Linked DNA regions of Hordeum vulgare: region 2 is linked to region 1. A link is a contact called in public Hi-C data. All regions are on one chromosome and are shown on one strand. Each heading gives the region's core, a stretch centred on a gene start, on an enhancer-like site or on the middle of the called end of the contact. The rest is flanking DNA. Distances are from core to core; before and after follow the strand shown.

What was found. A called contact is a pair of places that touch in the nucleus more often than the background predicts.
Region 2: a contact with region 1 is called in a Hi-C map of leaf, with 4 times the contacts expected there. The contact joins the promoter of LOC123439717 here to the promoter of LOC123443346 in region 1. A contact is called at or near these places in 4 of 6 Hi-C or Micro-C datasets (leaf and seedling) and 1 of 1 datasets of contacts at active chromatin or transcription factors (embryo).

Annotation. Positions count from the first base shown.
Region 1 is chr3H:155,461,786-155,464,858 of MorexV3_pseudomolecules_assembly, forward strand. LOC123443346 (probable folate-biopterin transporter 4) reads right to left here and starts at 1,603. Exons shown (of 7, transcript XM_045119684.1): 1 at 1,263-1,603; 2 at 499-626. The coding sequence starts at 1,364.
Region 2 is chr3H:155,688,303-155,691,470 of MorexV3_pseudomolecules_assembly, forward strand. It overlaps LOC123439717 (transcription factor bHLH150-like), which reads right to left and starts at 1,528. Exons shown (of 1, transcript XM_045116404.1): 1 at 1-1,528. The coding sequence starts at 983. The coding sequence ends at 309.

The sequences.
Region 1 (3,073 bases), core at 353-2,852:
ACTACTTCCTGTGACGTGTTTCCTTTTACATTTCCATGTTACTCTCATGTACGCATATCTACAAATGAGTTGTACATGTCAACAATTTTCTATTAAAACTACTTGAATACAAACTATGTCCAGATTGTTTGTGCTAAGTTTTATTCACGGTAATCTGTAATTAAACATCAATGCAAAAAATTGTTTAGCTCCGGCAGAACAATTACGTATCTATAACTCCATTTGAGATAAACATACATGCAAGCATACCATCATTATGAACTTTACTCGTAACTAAGAGAAAATACTGTAACAAAATCAGTGGAACACTAGAACTTAGAAATGCAGTAGTAAACTTGTGTTGTGGACTTGTGGTGGACGCCAATATCAAATAATACCCAAATTTATGCCTGAAAAAGGCATAATTCTGAAAAACTGAGGTGCAACACTAATGACATATAAAAAAGATGTTGTTAAGTTTCACTTCATAATAAAGCAACGAACGAAAGGTAACATTACCCATATATAGGTTTTATGCTCCAAGGAAAAAATGCAGCAGAGACCAAAAATTGTGATGTTGAGGGTGACAGCTTCATCATGTCCTTCATTTGATACGAGACAGCTGTCCAGACAAAAGATCTGAAACCCTACAACATTGAAGAATATAAAATTAGAACATTTAAAATGTTAACATGTTGTGATTTGTGAAGCATTCGATAAAAACAAAGAGATTTGAAGGAGGGCCTCTTTAATTATGCTGAATACAGACAAGGAATTTTGCAACTGAGGCATATCACCAAAGCATGGAAATGGAACAAGAGCTAACGATATGAATGAACAACCTTGGCCCCCTACATGACATGCCACCAATGCCCGGCATCCAGTGCAATTACCACATCAAGTTGTTTAAGGCATCGCAGTCCAATGCAAGACTTGCCAACACTTGATAGTTTCACATTTCCATGGGGCAGAGAATGATTCATCGGTTCTTCAGCGCAATTGAGTCTCTCTATACAGAAAGTGACTGATTTGGCAAGCATATAAATAAACACTAGACGTCCATCTCAAGCTACTGTGGCAGCACGGGCTTCGCGTCCGCAACAAGATAAAATTAGCGTGCTGTCTACAAAAGGAATTATTCAAAATAGGAGTCCAGGTATCCTTCATCATCTTGCGTGTTCTGGAAACGCAAATCACGAAATGATCATACGGACACGCACATGAGTGGCGGATCTATCTGAATCGACGGCGCGTGTGCGGAGAAATGGGAGAGAGGAATAGACCTGGATGAAGTAGATCAGGCAGACGAGCCACAGGAACGGCGCCCCGAACGCCGCAGCCATCCGCCCCGCCCACCACGGCGAGGCCGCCTCCGCCTCCGCCATGTTCACGACTCACGAGGGAAACGGATTTCCCCCTCCTCCTCCGGCAAAAGAAACCTCCGGGAGATCTCGGTGTTGGATCGGGAGTTGGGGAGAGAGACGGATTGGAGTGAGGGCGGTGCGAGAGATGCGGGAATGCGCTGCCCGTATGACACATGCACGGAGACGTCGGAGGATGGATGTCCTCCGGCTTGACGGGGTTTGTGAGGGCTGACTGAGACGTCACCCGTGGGCCTGGCCGTGTCACAGCTCATCGACATGTGCCGTTTGATTGGCGCGGCGGATTTTGACAACCACTCACACTCTGCCACGCCGACAGCTCCAGCGAGCTTTGCTCTAGCTTCGTTGACTAGAGCGGCCCGTGTAAGCTAAGATAAAATGTCTTCCTCTATTCCTCCATCCGTTTTTTTTTAATAAAAGTACACGTTCTTGCTTGTGAGGTCACTTGAGCTAAAGTTATCCATCTACCATAGGAGGGGAATGTTACTTGGATACTCACTTATAAACATTCATTCTTCACGATTTCCTTCTAGTAGAGTCGTCATATTGTGGTTTTTGTTAGAGTAAAACGAGATTGAATGAAAGTGAATGGACGATTAGTCCTGATCTCTATTAATTCTCAAGTATATATACATCTGGAAGAGGTGTGAAGAAGAGGTGTCTGTTCGAAGGCATCCCTCCAGAACAGGTGCATGTTGGCAATATATAGAGAGAGAGGAGACACGACTGTTCGGGGTTGGACACATCCCTTGCCCAATTAATCTACTAATTAATTTCTAACACTCCCCCTTGTACAACACCGCTCCTTGAATGTGTCATCGTTGAAAGCTTCTTGCATATAGATCTTTCATCTTGAGAAATCTTCGAGATAATCTTGAGAGTCTTCCCCAAAAACACTGTGGAAAAAATATGAGGAGAACAGAGTAGATATGTTGCTAAAACTCCTTCAAACCCAGTGAAAAAAATAAGGAAAAAAATGATACAACATATGATGATCATTGCCTCTTGATAACTCATATGAGAAAACCTTTGAAGAAGGAGAAAACTCATTGATAAGTTTAGAGAACAATTAATATGTCTTGAGTACTTTCTTTAAAAACCTTGGTAGGAAAAACAGAAAGTATGACATATGATCTTTGAGAAGATATTGCCTCACTAAAAACTATTATGAGAAACTTGAGAGAAAACTCATAAGGGAAAAAGTGCAATCGTACATGCCATTGAAAACTCCTTTAAAATCCAGCGGGAAAAATATAAGGAGAAAATGATATGGCATATAAAGACACTTGTGTTTATATTATATTGTTAAAAACCTTTATGAGAAACCGTTAGGGGAAAACTCATCAAGATAAAAATAGTACAATATATGCAATCTGATGGTTGTTAATAGGTTATAGTTTGGGAGATTACTCCCCCTGAACTTTGCAAATATGAAGGACATCTCATACCAATTCCATTGACATGAACATGAGATTGTGTATAATCTGTTGGATTATAACACTATTTTGTTTGCAAATTATTTTCTTAATTTTCTATAATCCGTGAGGGTAAGTAATTTTCGAGCAATGTGATTTATGATATTGCTCTTCATATAACCTACAAGTATTGAGTAACACAAGTGGAAGTATCTTGATAAATCAAATTATGTGATTCTGATGAATCTCAGTCACATGATTTTAAGTGTGGTTAACCATTCTACTAAGTTATGCATA
Region 2 (3,168 bases), core at 278-2,777, 230 kb after region 1:
GCAGGAGACAGGCACAGGAATCCCCCGTCTTGTTTCACAAGGAGGAAGAACATTTCAAGAACACAAGACAAGAAGAGAGCAGCATTACTTATACAAGTCGTAGCATCAAGAATTTACAAATCAGCAGCAGCAGCAATCATCATCATCGGAATCACAATATCCTCCTGGAATCGCAGAACCCCCTCTCGCGGTAACAATCCATCCGTCCATCCAGCAATTAATCGCCCTTATTTTCCCGAGCCCAACGCCATCATGTCATCATCAATCTCCTCCCCCTCGGAGGCGAGGCGAGGCGATGAGTCAGACCCTCACCTCTCCATCTCGGCCTCGTCCTCGCCGGTGGCGGACGGCGGGGGAGGCGAGGATAGCTGCGCCGCAGCGAGCGCGTCGGCGAGCGCGCGCATGGCCTTGACCTGCATCTCCAGCGCGGCCACGTAGTCGGCCGTCTCCTCGAGCAGGTCGGGGGCCTGCAGCTTCCGGCAGCCCGGGACGAGCCGGCCCAGCACGCGGAGCCGGTCCTTCACCTTCTTCTCCTTGAGCACCGGTGGCTCGCCGGCGGCCGCGGCCTTGGACGCAGCGGCCGCGGCGCGCGCCTGCGGGCGGCGGTGGCGTCGGATCTTCCCGCCGGCCTTGACGAGCACGCGGCGGCGGCAGGACGCGGCGCCGGCCAGCAGGATGGCGCGGCTCCAGCGCGACTGTCCGCGCGCCGTGAGCGCCAGCGCGGAATCGGCGGCCGCCTTGACGGCGCGCGGCTGCGTGTGGTGCGCGGAGGACGCGGCGCCGGACCGCGTGGCCCGCAGCGCGTCCAGCAGGCGCCGGCCGTAGATCCTCTCCTGCGTGCCGCTGCGCCACTTGGTCTGCGGCGGTCCGGCGGCCCCCGGCGCGGCCCCGCCCGGTTTCCCCCGCCGCTTGGCCCCGCCCATCCGGACACCCGCCGCGGCCGACGACGACGAGGAAGACGACGACCCGCCTATAGAGATCATGGCCGCGCACCTGGATGGAGAAATCAATCGGCGGGTGGCGTGCGGAGGTGACTCAGCGGAGAGAGGTGGGTGGGAGAAAGGAGAAGATGGTGGTGGTGGTGGTGGTGGAGATGGTGGGAGTATGAAGAAGAAAGAGAAGGTGGAGGAGAGGAGAGGAGAGGAGAGATTAGCTTTCCGTCGCGGGGGTGGGCGTACTTATTTGCTGGTGCGGTGGTGGTGGTGGTGGTGATTAGCGACTGGATTAGACATTGGAGTAGTCCTAGTGCGGGTGTTGCCTGCTCGCTCCTTCCTTCCTTCGTCGCCGCGCCTTTGTTTGGTGTGGAATTTGGCGCTGTAGCGTGGCCTCCGCGCTGCTCGCTCGCTCGCTCGCTACGGTCGCTATTGATGAGTGCGCGCTTTCTTATTTTCACTTTTTTGCCGTGCTAGTATTAGTGTTTCCCAACGTTGTGGTTCATATTAAGCCCTTTTGATTTTACCTGAAAAAGGGCCTTTTTATCCGAAAGATGCGCCCTTTTTGATTTCGTGGTGTATATATTATTATTTTTTACCATAAACTTGGTCAAAGTTTATAGTTTTGACTTTAAGTAAATTCAGCGTGCCAAATAAACAAAAACAAAGGAGTATCGATCTTCGACCACTTTGTTAAAACCACGTGTCATCTCCATGCTAGCTATCAGCACTCAAGTCAGAGTCGTTGTTGAAGTCGGAATCACTAGTTGATTCATAATAATAGTGATGTCGTGAGTGTTGGGTTTTCTTGTTGCGAAAAATACTCGATCATTTAGTAATACGCAACCTTAGAGAAAATACAGCCAAATCCATGGAGCACCAAACCATGATTATAAGCACTCAAGCACGTCGAAGATGCTGTCGTCATGCCCCTTCCTTATGGGAGCGGGTCGAACCTTATTATAATAGACCATCGGAAAGTCCTCGTGCTAAGAGGACAAATAACCAACACACCGGCATATATCAATCATCGCCGACGATGAAAAGTGTAGATCAAAAGGGTCATTCCTGCAAAGACATCAACGAAATAAGGGTCAAACAAATCCAAATGGATCCGTCAGAGACGCGCCTCATCGTCTTCCGTCGGAGAGGGGACGGGACGGGGACGACATTACACTAAATCTGAGACACATTTGTTCTCTTGTCGTCCAGCCAAAAACACTGAAACTACCTAAAGCACTGATGCACTCCCTCAAGGGAGGGAGTCCGTTGTACCTCCAAGGCCCAAGGGCCATCTTAGGTGGGGTGGACGAACAGTGGTGCTGGCAGGGATGAAACCCTAAAATTTGTTGAGTCATTATGGAGAAAGAGAACAATTCATTACGTGGGTGTGTACATAACCTATGAGTGTTGAGTTACTTGTGTGCATGTTAATTTTTGTTCACACGTTTCTATCTAATGTATTTGTCTATTTTATCAACTTAATTTGAATGAGGTGAAATTTGCCTCCAAGTTTACGAAATATGCCTAGTTGATTGAGGATCTTTAAGTCACATTAAACCAAGCTTAGTCACAAAATTGACCTCGTGGTTCTTTGTTCTGCTTATTTTTATTCCTCATTTTGCATTTGAGATCCATAGGTTTTCAGTTAGGTTTGAAGATATGAACTAGACCCTTAAAAGGATGGTGAAAGAACGTGGATGTCGCGTAGAGGTGGGGGGATAAGCGCTTTAAAATAATTATAGTTTCGGTTTCAACAAATGCAGAAAAAAAACTAACTTTAATTGGTCAAGCACAAAACCTAAAACAACTAGGCTCACCTAAGTGCACCAACAACTTATGCTAAGCAAGATAAACAACTAAATGATAGCAAGATATATGATGTGAAACAATATGGCTATTATAAAGTAAAGTGCATAAGTAAAGGGCTCGGGTAAGAGATAACCGAGGCACGTGGAGACGATGATGTATCCCGAAGTTCACACCCTTGCAGATGCTAATCTCCGTTTGGAGTGGTGTGGAGGCACAGTGCTCCCCAAGAAGCCACTAGGACTGACGTAATCTCCTCACGCCCTCGCACAATACAAGATGTCGTGATTCCACTAAGGGATCCTTGAGAGTGGTCACCGAACCCATACAAATAAGGTCGGGGCAATCTCCACAACTTATCTAGAGGCTCCCAACACCACCACCACGAAGCTTCACCACAATGGATTGTCGCTCCGAGGTGACCTCA